Linked DNA regions of Capra hircus: region 1 is linked to region 2. Evidence: chromatin contacts called from public Hi-C data. All regions are on one chromosome and are shown on one strand. The core of a region is the stretch at or near the end of the contact, and the rest is flanking DNA. Distances in the headings are between cores, read along the strand shown.

Region 1 (5,630 bases), core at 1,087-3,586, 140 kb before region 2:
CGGGCACTTCTGAGCAGACACTTGCAGCGGAGTTAGTGCCATGGATCTCGTTCCTGTGACTTGTGTTTGCAGACTTTTCTGGCCACCTCTTGCATATTGATGTCAGATGGGTAGAATCCACCACACTGGAGGTGGGGGCCTGATTTGAGGGGGCAATGGAGAAACAAGAGGTCCCCCCATCGTTGTCTTCACCTCAGAAACCCTCAGTGAATGTTTATGTTACCATCAATGCCCCAGAAACTGGGGACCAGAGTCACATGCCAGGCCCTTCAGAGCAAGGGAAGGACTTCTGGGTTGGGGCAGGGTGAGGGTTGGGGGTCATAAGGAATGGGAATATGTCCTGGTCGGCTGTGCCAGACAATGCCTTGGGCAAAGGGCACTGTGGAGGCTGTATGTGTTCAGGAGTGGGAGGGGACAGAGGTCCATCCCCACCCAGGGAGTGTGATCTGGTTCTCCTGGGGGGCTTGGATTGGGGGGGTCCCCACCCCGTGTCTGCCTCCTCCACGCCAAGATCTGTTCCACCAGCCTCGAGGGGGCAGCAGGTGAGAAGTGCCAGTCCACATTCCTTCCCCAATCTGAGGGATGGCCTGAGCCTGGTCTCCACCCCCAGCCTACAGGTCTCCTAGGGTTGAGTCAGGGCAGAATTTGGACTTCCCAGAATTTGCCCTTGGCTTTGCCACTTGATCCAGGACCTGAGGCCACCTGAGGAGGGCTGTGGTGAGCCAGGGATCAGAGAACGCCCTTGAAGACAGCCTACTCCCCAGGCTTGGAGAGAAAAGGGAAGGAGGAGAAAGAAGGCATGAAGGAGGCCTCCTTAGCAGTGCCAAGGGTTTCACCATGGAGTCAGGGGACACAGTACCCCAGCCACTCTCAGCTACCTACAAATGCTAATTGTATAAGCCAGAGCCACTGGGGCTTGAGACCCAGGAAACGGGGTGACGGCACATTTGGTGGGTTCAAGGAAGGGGCTGTCCATTCTGCAGGGTGAAAAGGCTGGGGGACTCTGAGCCACCTGAATGGGATGTCCCAGGTATAAGAAGGTGGTGGCAGGAGGGCCCTCCCTGCCTTGGCCCTAGGAATTAGGGTGCAGGACCCACCGGCAGAGCAACAAATTAGTCTTGGTCTGGTCCACCTAGTGGTGACCTATTTAACAGAAGCAATGTCTTCTGCAAAACGGGTTCGACAGCAGCACTTGGGACTGCTAGTGGCAATGTGACCTCACTGGGGCTGTGGTGAGGCTCACAGGGTGTGCACGCACTTGCCCTCAGCACCCTCCAGGCATTAGCTGTGTCTGCATCAGTAATAATTCCCACCCAGGGTTGCCTCCTAGACCAGGGCTTCTCGGCAGCTTGTCCCCCAGAGGAGAGGCAAGGCCGACTCAGCACTGAACTCCAGCTTGGACAGTCCAGATGTCTCAGTGGGCTGACTGGTCCACAGATACTTGTGTGCTGGAATTTGTACACATGCACATCTCTGCACGTATCCACCTGCTCCAGGAGAGTCTGACATGTGCTAACGCGTGGGGACCCCTGGACTCTATCTGGGAGTGGGGGCCCCCGGCAGTACACCAACTTGTCTTCGCAAGGAACATGAGAAGCAGAAGGAGAGAGAGGTGGTTAGGGAGGTTTGTGGGCAGGCCATCAAGGAACTGAAAACGCCTCCAACCGCAAACAACAGGTCACACGGTCTGAGGTCTGGCTAAGGCATCATTTATTAATGGGCTTCCCAGAAGAAATAAAATGGAAATCCGGTGAAAAACAAGGGTATGACCAACAAAGCGAGCCCTTTTCTCCTCCAGGAAAGAAACAAATTCTGAACCTTCAGTAACCCTAGCTAAGGAGCTGAAATTTGCAAACTCAGATAAACATCTGGGCGGCCCTGGGCCCCTGGCTCAGAAGCAGCTGGCTTCCTGGGGCCCCAGAAGGCCTGCCGCAGGCAGGAGCAGGTCCCCGCCCCACGAAGCTCCCAGGGGAGGCCGGTACAGAAGCAGGGCCTGCTACATTTCCCGTGGGAAGCCGACTTCCAGGTCAGCTGAGGGAAGGTTTCTGGGGCCCCCAGGACCGGCATGTCAGAAGGTCAAGATAGTAGGGTGGGGCGAGCACACAGGGTCTGCAGAGGGATTGTTCCCCACTGTTCGGCAGGACATTTCTGGGGGCCAGTGAGCTTACAGGAACACACACCACAACCCTAGGCAGTTTGGAACCAGCTACAGATCCCTCCAGGACTGCTCCCCTCAAGGGAGGGTCCCCGCCCCCTTTGCTGTGTAGGGTGTGGGGGCCTTCCCGGCTGGCTTCGCTTTCCGGTAGTAGTTGAGGCGCTTGAAGGTCTCCAGGTCCCGGTGGGCGCTCATAATCAGCCGGCTGGGTGGAAACAGGCCTGGGCTGTGCCCCACCTCACACTTGGGCACACTGGCCTGCTCACATCAGTTCACTCACTCATGGGTACTCAGGTCACACCCACATAAGCACAGGTGTGTGCACAGTCCGCATCAGCCTGCTGCAGGCAGGCTGTGACCCTTCTAGCCCCTCCTCAGAGCCTGACAACTCTGTGAAGGAGAAGCTTCCCAGAGGCCCCTCACTGGGAGGCCAGGCCCAGCCTGGCGCCCCAGGATCACTGGTGCACCGGGCCCTCCATCACCCACCCCCGGCCCCATCCCCTCTGCCCGTCCCAGGGACTGTGGGTCCACAGGGCCCAGCCCAGCCCTTACTTCAGGTTGGAGAGCTCCATGACTAGGCCCCGCACGGTGTCTGTCGCGTCCTCTATGCTGGCGGCCTCACACGTCTTGATCCCCACTCGTGTCCTGGCGGGAACGGAGGCAGGAGGAGAGGCCTGAACTCACTGGAGAGCCCCACCAGCATCCACTGGGGGTGCTCTGCTGGGCCCTGAGTCGTCTTCTCCAGAGATGAACACCCTTGATAGCTATGACGCTCCCCCCCCCCCCCTGCCCAGGCAGGGCCCTGATGGCCAACCCCGTGCCTCTACTGCTGAAAGCACACCCAGAATCCAGCCCCTCCCCCACCAGGTGGCTCCTGAGGGGCAGCTGCCACACCCGCTTAGCCCCCACCTCCTGCCCTTATATCCTGTTCCCTCAAGTGACTTGGGAGGGGCTGTGGAAATGAAAACCCAGCCCAAATCTCTCCCCGCAGCCCTACACCATCCACCGTGCCTCCAGACCCACCCCCTCCCTCTTGTCCCTCTTGCCCCTGTTCCAGCCACACCGAATTCCTGGCCATTCCTGTAGCACTTCTTAGGGCTCTGGAATGTTCTTTCCAGAATGTCTCCTCCGTGGGGGAGGGAGAAGATGGGAGGGGGACCCTCCCTCTCCCTCCCCATCCACCACACGTTAAAATCTTAACCCCTTCCCTGCTATCTTTTTCTCCCCACCACTGACCAGCTAATAATTTGCCTGCCATCTGACCAGCTAATAATTTGTCTGTTGCTTACCACCACCCCCCAACTCCCACCCAACTAGGGAGAAGCTCTGTGTTTCTCCCCAGTGCCCAGAGCAGGTCCAGGAAGACCTGGCATTGGAGGGCATCAGTGCCTATAGAAGGGGTAGACATGGGGGGGCACTACCGTATCTACTAGGTATAGCCTGTGGGGGAGGGGTGCAGAGGGTCATACAGCTTAGCAGATCTCCTGGGCTGTCACTAGAGGAAATATGGTTCTGCCCCACCTGCTTTAGTCACCCTGAGATGACTGGTCAGCCTGGGCCTGTTTCCTGCCTTTTCTCTCTTGGCCAAGGGCCATAGAAGCAGACCCCAGGACCCACCTGGGGGCTTCCAGCCATCCACGTGGGGTTGCATCGAGGCCGTCAGAGATTCACACACGAATCTGCCTCCTCTTGGCTTAAACAATAGTAGGGGCCTTCGCTGGTGGTTCAGAGGCTAAGAATCCACTTGCCAGTGCAGGGGACATGGGTTTGATCCCTGGTCTGGGAAGACTCTACATGCTGTGTGGCCACTAAGCCTGGGCTTTAGAGCCTGTGCTTTAGAGCCTGCGCCCTGCAATCAGGGAAGCCGCCAGGGCGAGAAGCCTGTGCGCTGCAGCAAAAAGGAGCCCCTGCTCTCTGCAACTAGAGAAAACCTGTGAGCAGTGGCAAGGACCCAGCACAACAAAAATAAATGTTTTTAAAAAAACAATAGTGGGGCCACACTGATTAAACTGCCTCTGGTTCCCATGCAGGGAGCGGGTGTGTGCGTCTGTCAGGGGAAGCAATGTGTGATACCCCAAGTACTATACACAGATGTGTGCAAGGGCAGGGGGTGGGAGGCCTCCCTCTTCCCTGAGGAGGAGGAGCAGGAGGAAGAGAAAGGAGACATTCCGCCAAGGGTTGTATCCCTCATCTCTCCTCCACACCTGCCAGACAGACACAGAAACTTGGCCATGAATAATCAATCGGCCACCACTCTGCAGTTTAAGTACAAGGTTAACAGGAGAGGACTGTCGCACAGTGCTGGCGGTCAGCAAGGCTGGGAGAAAGGACAGGAAAGGAGGTGATGGACTCTGAGAGGGAAGCTCTGGGGTGCGGGGAGAGGACCCTTGCAGCACACACCTCCATGGCTGGAGGAACACACCTGGTGCCTGTAGGAGGGAGAGAAGCTGGCTGCCTTGGGGAACAGAACCAAGCAGGAAAGAAGATGGGACAGACTGGGGACTCTGGAGGGCCCGAGGGCGTCAGAGCAGGGGTGGCCCCGAAGTCACGCAGGCCAGTGGCTCCGAGCTCTGACTGGGTCCCCGCTCCCTCCATGGAGATTCAAGGAAAGCTCCGGACCGTCTCTCCAAGAAAACACAACGTGCATTCAAACCACCACAGAGCTGGGGTCACCATCCCAAGGGACCTAGGGAGAGATGCTAGCTTGGGTACAGGGTGCTGACGGAGTTCTCCACTCCCAGGGAGCAGGGGGCGTGGGAAGTTTGCAAGTGGGAGTGGGAACCTTCCTGGCAGTCCAGTGATTAAGACTTTGCACTGCAATGCAGGGGGCCTGGCTTCGATCCCTGGTGGGGACTAGGATCCCACGCCAAGTGGCATGGCCGAAAAACGAAAATGAAAAATTTGGGGACTTCCCTAGTGGCCCAGTGGTTAAGACTCCGTGTTCCCAGTGCAGGGGGCCTGGATTTGATCCCTGCTCAAGGAACTAGACCCAGCATGCTGCAACTACAACCCAGCGCAGCCACATAAACAAGTAAGAAATTCAGGGCTTAGCAACCTTATTGGACAGAGAAAAGTGAGGCCCCTCGAGGGAGAGCCAGGGTCACCTCCATCACCCTCATTCACAAAGTGGGAGCTCAAAAAGCTGGGGTGGGGGAGAGATGGGGGCTCCAGTCCCAGGAAAGCAGCCACGCTCCCCGCTTCCAGAGACCAGAGGAGGACTCCTGCCAAGGCAAGGTCCCACGGTGCCTCCCACTCCGCCTACCTCGGCTGGGCCTCAGCACAGGGGCCTCTGTCTGCACGCGGGCCGGTGCCAGGCCAGCAGGGGTCCAGCTCACCTCCCACAGGAAACAACTGGAAAAGGAGAGTGTGCGCACATGTGAGTGACCCGGTTGGGAGAAGGGAGAGGGGCCACACAGGTCTGGCTTCTCCTCCGCCACGCTCTGAAGGCCGAGGCGTGCTTTCCTCCTGCAGAAGA
Region 2 (6,562 bases), core at 3,996-6,495:
ATAGCACATGGAACTCTGCTCAATGCTCTGTAGTGACCTATACGAGGAAAGAATCCAAAAAAAGCAGTGGATATATATATGTGTATATCGGATTCACTTTGCTGTACACCTGAAACTAACGCAGCACTGTAAATCAGCTATACTCCAATAAAGACTTTTTAAAAACTTTTTTTCCCCTTTTGGAGAGCATGGGCTCTGGAGCCAGAGGCTCTGTTTAAACTTCAATCTCCACTTTCACCTACTAGCTAACCTTGGACACCTTACGTCACTGTTGTTTCCGTAACGTAGAGACAATCTCAGTCCTGATCTCATAGTCCAGTGGTTCTCTAAAGTGTGGTTTCTGGAGACTTCCCTGGTGGTCCAGGGGATAAAACTCCACACGCGCAAGGCAGGGGTCCCAGGTTGAATCCCTGGTCAGGGAACTAGACCCCATATTCACAACTAAGAGTTCAGAGGTCACAACTATTAGTAAAAAAAATCCTGCATGCTGCAGCTAAGACCCAGGGCAGCCAAATAAATAAACTTTTTTAAAAAGTGTGCTTTCTGGACCAGCAGCATCTGCACGGCCCAGAAATGTGTTGCCAATGCAGATTCTCAACAGGGTTTCCCCAGTGGCTCAGTGGTGAATAACCCACCTGCCAACGCAGGACAGGCAGGACATGTGAGTTCGATTCCTTGGTTTGGGAAGATCCCCTGGAGGAGGAGATGGCAACCCACTCTGAAGGAAAGCTACACGGCTCAAAATAGCCTGGAGTTAAAACTTCCCTCCAGGTCCTCGCCACCATTCTATACAGAATAAAGAGCATTCTCCCCCCAAAGAAAGGAATGGACATTAATATTGATTACGTTCAGCTCCCAGCTGATCCCAGTCTCTGGCCCGTCTCAGCAATTCCTTACCCCAGTTGCTGAAAGCTAACTAATCAAAAATAATCATGAGGAAAAACAGACCCCCTCAGAACGATGCATCTCCGCATATATATGTTTTTTATATATACCTACTCTCTTCTCCACTAAGTACAGCAGCCCACTAATCTGACTGCTGCCCCTTCTCGCCTCAATAAGGTAATCTGTTCCTGTAGAGTGCCGGTCTTGTTTGTTTTATTTTTTCTCGAATCTCGTCTTCTCTAACTCCCTTTCCTTACACGCTCCAGTATTCTTGCCTGGAGAATCCCACGGACAGAGAAACCTGGCCGGCTGCAGTCCATGGGGTCACAAAAGGGTCAGACGCAAGTGAGCACGCACACACACAGATCCTCAGATGCTCTGCAAATGGTGCCCAGCGATCTGTATTTTACCAAGCCCTCCAGATTCTGAGGCTGGCTCAGATTTTGAGAACCATTATCATAGGTTATGGAGAGGATTAAATTAATTAAACAATATCTGAAATATTTAGAGCAGTGCCTGGCCCCATACCCACACAGTGTAAGCGCTCACTATTGTTATTACAGAAGAGGCCCAGGACCCTAGCAGTAGGGGGGTAATGAGGGGCTGGTCGTGCCCTCCCTCCTGGTCTGGTGGGGGTCTGGTTCCTGCTGATAGCTTAACGGTGAACGGTCTCGGATACATGATCTCCGAAGATTTAGTTTCGGGACCAGGTACCAGCTTTGTCACTGGGAGCTGTTGCATAGCAGAGTTTTATTAAAGTGAAAAAGAGACAGAGAAAGCTTCTGACATAGACATCAGAAGGGGGACAGAGACTGCCCCACTCGCTAGTCTTAGCAAGGGAGCTATATGCTTTTCAGTTGGTTATTAACAATAAATCAAAAGAATGTCTCAAGGTTGTAAAGGTCTTACCAGACCCACTCCCACAATATACATTTTATAAAATGATAGGATTAGTCAGAAGGTTCTCAAGAAGGAGAAACATGTCCTCAAGCAGGATACATTGTTGTTATATAGTCATTGGTACAGAATTAGAGGAAAAACATATCCCTGAGCAAGATGAGTTGTTTTGTTGTGCAATCATCCGCTCAGGAAATGGCAACCCACTCCAGTGTTCTTGCCTGGAGAATCCTGTGGACAGAGGAGCCTGGTGGGCTGCTGTCCATGGCATCGCACAGAGTCAAACATGACTGAAGCGACTTAGCATGCATGCATGCATGCATTGGAGAAGGAAATGGCAACCCACTCCAGTATCCTTGCCTGGAGAATCCCAGGGACAGAGGAGCCTGGTGGGCTGCCTTCTATGGGGTCGCACAGAGTCAGACACGACTGAAGCGGCAGTTCAGTTCACAACTTAGCAGCAGCAGCAGCAGCAGCAGCTCAGGGCTTAAAGAAAAAAACGTTTGTCTTTTTCTCCTCCTTGAGAACTCCAGACCCCTATCTCACCTTTAAAAACTCAAGACCCCTTTCTCCTCCTTGGGGACCCCGGACTTCTTATCAACCTACCTAAGAATTGATTCCCTCACTGGTCTCTGCTAAGCGGAGGCCTTCTCACCTCTCTCTGTTGCAGATGACAGCCGATGATGACAGCTGGGCCACGTCACCCTATTCCTTCTAAAGGTTATCGCTTGGTCCAGAAAACAGGAAATGTCAGGGTTGGCGGGGGGAATGCCCGCCTTCCCTCTGCTGATGGAGATAAAGGAGGTCACTCAGGTCCTACAGGACAGGAGGAGGAAGCTAAGATGTATAAATGAAGGGCCAGGAGGTGGTAGAAGTACCAATCACCAGGAAGCTGCCTTGGCATGCCCACTCTCGCCTCTCCGGCAGCCCAGTCCAGCATGGTCAGACACCTGGTCCTGCTGCTGCTGGCCCTGGGGGTGCTGGCTGGGGAGCTGTTGCCGAGGACCGAGGCCCAGGCAACACCCTACGGAGTGAAACTTTGTGGCCGTGAATTCATCCGAGCGGTCATCTTCACCTGTGGGGGCTCCCGGTGGAGACGTGCCCGCGATGCTGTGGGTAAGGCTGGGGAGGTAGTGTGTGTGGCCACGGGATTGATGGGACATGAGGTGGGTCCCAGAAACCAGAGACGGAGGTGAGATGAGGGGCTGAGACCGGAAGGTCCCCCCTTCACCACATGCAGCTGGGGAGATGGGCCAGGCCCTTGAAGCTGTGCCAAGGCTGAGGGAGCTGGTTGGCAGAGCTGCAGAGGTGAGATGGGGTGGGGTGGGTGGCAAGCCATTTGAACCAGCTAGAAGTCTGGGACACTTACTACATGTGAGCCCTGTGTTACGCAAGGCTGTTGTTTGCCCAGCCCTGGTCAGTACCATTCAGAAGCAAAAACTAAAGTGCTTTCCAAGCCTCAGGGAAGGGAGTTAAAGGAGTGTGGTGAGGACAAGACTAGATTTACCACCTAATAGGTGACCCTCTGTCTATGAGGTTGCACAGTCGGACACGACTGAAGCGACTTAGCAGCAGCAGCAGCAGGTGACCCTCTACCAAGTTGCTTTTCTTCTCTGATCAGCTTTATCTACAAATAGGAGGCACAGCTCCTGTATCTTGCACATTTGTTAGGTGGCAAAATTGAGTCTAAACTGATTAGGACAAAACTGAGTGCTTACCGTATATCAGATGCTATTTTAAGTTTTTTTTTTAAATGCATATTAGTTAAGTCATCTACTCTGTATAAAACTCTACAAGGTAGAAGCTTTTAAAAAATTTTTGATGTAGACCATTTTTAAAGTCTTTATTGAATTTGTTACAATACGGCTTCTGTTTCAAAAAGCATGTGGGATCTTAGCTTTCCGACCAGGGATCAAACCTGCATTCCCTGCATTGGAAGGCAAAGTCTTAACCACTGGACTGCCAGGGAAGTCCCAGGAGTTATTATTACCCCCACTTTGCAGGCAAGGAAACTGCAGCTCAAGGATGGTAACTGGACTAGGGCTCAGTCAGTTCAGCTCCCAGACACGTGTTTTCCACCATCAGGTCCTCAATAACTAAGTAGGAGGGGAAAGCTGGGCTTCCCAGGTGGCGCTAGTGGTACCCAAACCTGCCTGACAAAATGCGGGTTCCATCCCTGGGTCATGAATGTCCTCTGGAGGAGGGCATGGTAACCCACTCCAGTATTCTTGCCTGGGGAATTCCATGGACTGAGGAGCCTGGTGGGCTATGGTCTATAAGGTTGAAAAGAGTCGGACACAACTGAAATGACTTAGCACGCAGGGCAAAACCTATGATGGAAGAGGAAAGTCAAGCTCAGTGGGGTTAAGCTGCTCATCAAAGAAGGAACCCACGTCTGAGCAGAATCAAAGTCTATACTCACGAGGCTTATTCACACTCAAGAACAGAGAAGTAGCTGGGCCAGCCCGGAGCTGGGACTCTGGGTGTGACACAGTCCCGGGCACTAACTCTTCTCATCTTTTGCAGAAGATGCCTTCCCAGAGGTGGACACTGACTCAGAGAGTGAGCTGGATGAGGCAGTGGCCTCCAGCGAGTGGCTGGCCCTGACCAAGTCCCCTCAGGCCTTCTACGGGGCTGGACAGGGCTGGCAGGGAACCCCAGGGTCTCTGCGGGGCAGACGCGACGTCCTGACTGGCCTATCAAGCAACTGCTGCAAGCGGGGGTGCAGCAAGAGCGAAATCGGCAGACTCTGCTAGAGGCAGAACTGGGTGGCAGGGGGCCACCAGGGTGAATGCCCCAGCCCTGCCATCCACCTGACCGGCGTCCCGCTGGGCACTTGTTTCTGGTCCCTCACGCATTCATTCATCAGCAGTTCACAGAGGTCCGGCACTGTGGGCTCAGAGTCCCCCCAACCCAACCCCGATCTCTGAGCAGTCCATCCCACCCCTGAGCAAGCTATGCCGCAACCTGGCCAGATGGGGACCCTCACGTCTGAGCAGCCCATACGATTCCTTTCCTGGCCTGTTCTGTCTCCTATTGTCCCTACTTACCCAAGCTGGCCACACTCAGACCCTTGTCCAAGCTGCGACTCTCTCCTGTCCCACCTGTGGCCTTTCACCAGCCCAAATTATGCCCCCACCCCATTCCAGCCTTCCTGCCTGCCTGCCCCTCTCCCTCCAACCCAGCCCGCTGGGAGGGGTTCTAAAGCTGTAGACCCCAGGGTTGGTGGAAGGACTCCTGGGTTTTTTTCATATCCTGGGGTGGGAAGCGCACTGTGTTTGTGGTGGGAACGGACCAGAACCTTCTCTAGCCCCTCAAAATAAAAAGTTGCAAAAGACTTGGCAGTGATGTTTGGGGAGGGAAGGGGCAGGTATCAAGGGAGCTTCGGCCACGCCCTCAGCGCAGCCCCCACCCCCTCCCCAGCCCCTGCGAGTTCTGACGGGAACTTTCCGGAGCAGATAAGGGGCGGGGACCCGCAGCGCAAGGTGCGGAGGCGGCCGGGAGGGGCGGCTCTGCTTCCCGTCGCCGCTCAGGCGTTGGTCCCCGAGAGCGCGGCGGGCGGCGCGGCCGCGCTGGGCCGGGAAAGGCCGGGCCGGACTGGGGGGGCGCGGGAGTGCCATGCGGGGGGGCCCGGCCGCCCCCTTCCCACCGTGGCCGAAGCCGGTGCTGCTGCTGCTGCTGCTGCTGCTATTGTTGCTGTTCAGCCGGACTCGGCCCCAGGGTGAGTTCTGGAGCGAGCTCGTGTCTCACGCTCGCGAACGCGCCCATCACCCTCCAGCGTGACCCTCAAGTTTGCGGAATGAATGGCAGAGGTCCAGAAGTCACTTTGCTCTCCCAGGCCCGGGAGTAGGGGCCGGGCGATGCGAGGGGTTGGGGAATGGGCGGTAGCGAGGTGGGTAGCGAGGCCGGGGTTGGAGGCGCGGGGTAGGGTAAGGGCTTTTGTCCGGGAGTGGGGGGGTAGTTAACAGGATGTGGCTGGTGGGAGGGGAGGAGTTATGCCGAAAGCCTGGGGAGCGGTGGCCAGCGCCCCCTTCCTGCTGCTCGCTTTAGTAAGGGATCCTGAATCGCCCTCCACAGTTGTCAGAAGTTCTGGGGTGGGCCCGAGGCTGGGGGAACTGACCCCTTTCCTTGGAACCCTCCTGCCTCCCTCTCCAGGCAGCCCGGGGCCACTGCAGTGCTATGGATTTGGACCCTTGGGGGACCTGAACTGCTCCTGGGAGCCGCATGGGGACCTGGGAGCCCCCTCCGTGCTGTATGTCCAGAGCCAGAAGTAGTGAGTCCCGTAGGGTAACGGGGACACTGAAGCCACTCAGGTTCTAGCCTTCTCAGAGGACCCATTCGTCCTGCCCACCCTCACCTCCCAGCCTGACCCTACTCTCTAGCCCTTCAGTTCCAGATTCCCTCATTTCCTTGCTGGTTACCATGAACCAGTCACTTTCCCTCTCTGAGCCTCTGTTTCTTCCTCTACCAAACGCTGATAATAATGGAAGCTGGTTCCCAGCGTTGGTTCTGAGAATTCAATGAGTTTAGGCACTTGGGAAAGAGAAAATGCTTAATGATTAGAAGTTGTTTTTTATTGCTGTGTGACCTTAGGCAAGTAGCTTAACCTCTCTGAGAACATGGAAAGATCATTTGATCTGGTGCTGGGGATGCAACAGTGAAAGAGACACAGAAAGCCTCATGGAGCCCACAGTCTGAGGGGGTAACTGATATTGCTTCGTGATGAATCACACTTGGAAACTCAAATTCATTTCAAATTTGGCTGTGAGAGGAGACGAAA

What was found. Hi-C and Micro-C count contacts between places; a contact is called where the count stands out from the background.
Region 1: a contact with region 2 is called in a Hi-C map of blood, with 2.2 times the contacts expected there. The contact joins the enhancer-like site here to the promoter of IL27RA in region 2. A contact is called at or near these places in 2 of 5 Hi-C or Micro-C datasets (both in blood).

Annotation. Positions count from the first base shown.
Region 1 is chr7:97,189,012-97,194,641 of ARS1.2, reverse strand. It overlaps C7H19orf57, which reads right to left. Exons shown (of 9, transcript XM_018051214.1): 7 at 5,418-5,506; 8 at 2,708-2,800; 9 at 1,700-2,360. The coding sequence ends at 2,234. Among named protein-coding and RNA genes, the nearest start is that of NANOS3, 6.8 kb to the left of the region's middle. Within about 2 kb of position 2,336, at least 1 of the 5 cell types and tissues checked has an H3K27ac peak or open chromatin away from gene starts, as enhancers often do.
Region 2 is chr7:97,052,122-97,058,683 of ARS1.2, reverse strand. IL27RA (interleukin-27 receptor subunit alpha) reads left to right here and starts at 5,245. Exons shown (of 14, transcript XM_018051201.1): 1 at 5,245-5,503; 2 at 5,938-6,055. The coding sequence starts at 5,401. RLN3 (relaxin-3) reads left to right here and starts at 2,637. Exons shown (of 2, transcript XM_005682259.3): 1 at 2,637-2,898; 2 at 4,309-5,102. The coding sequence starts at 2,685. The coding sequence ends at 4,538.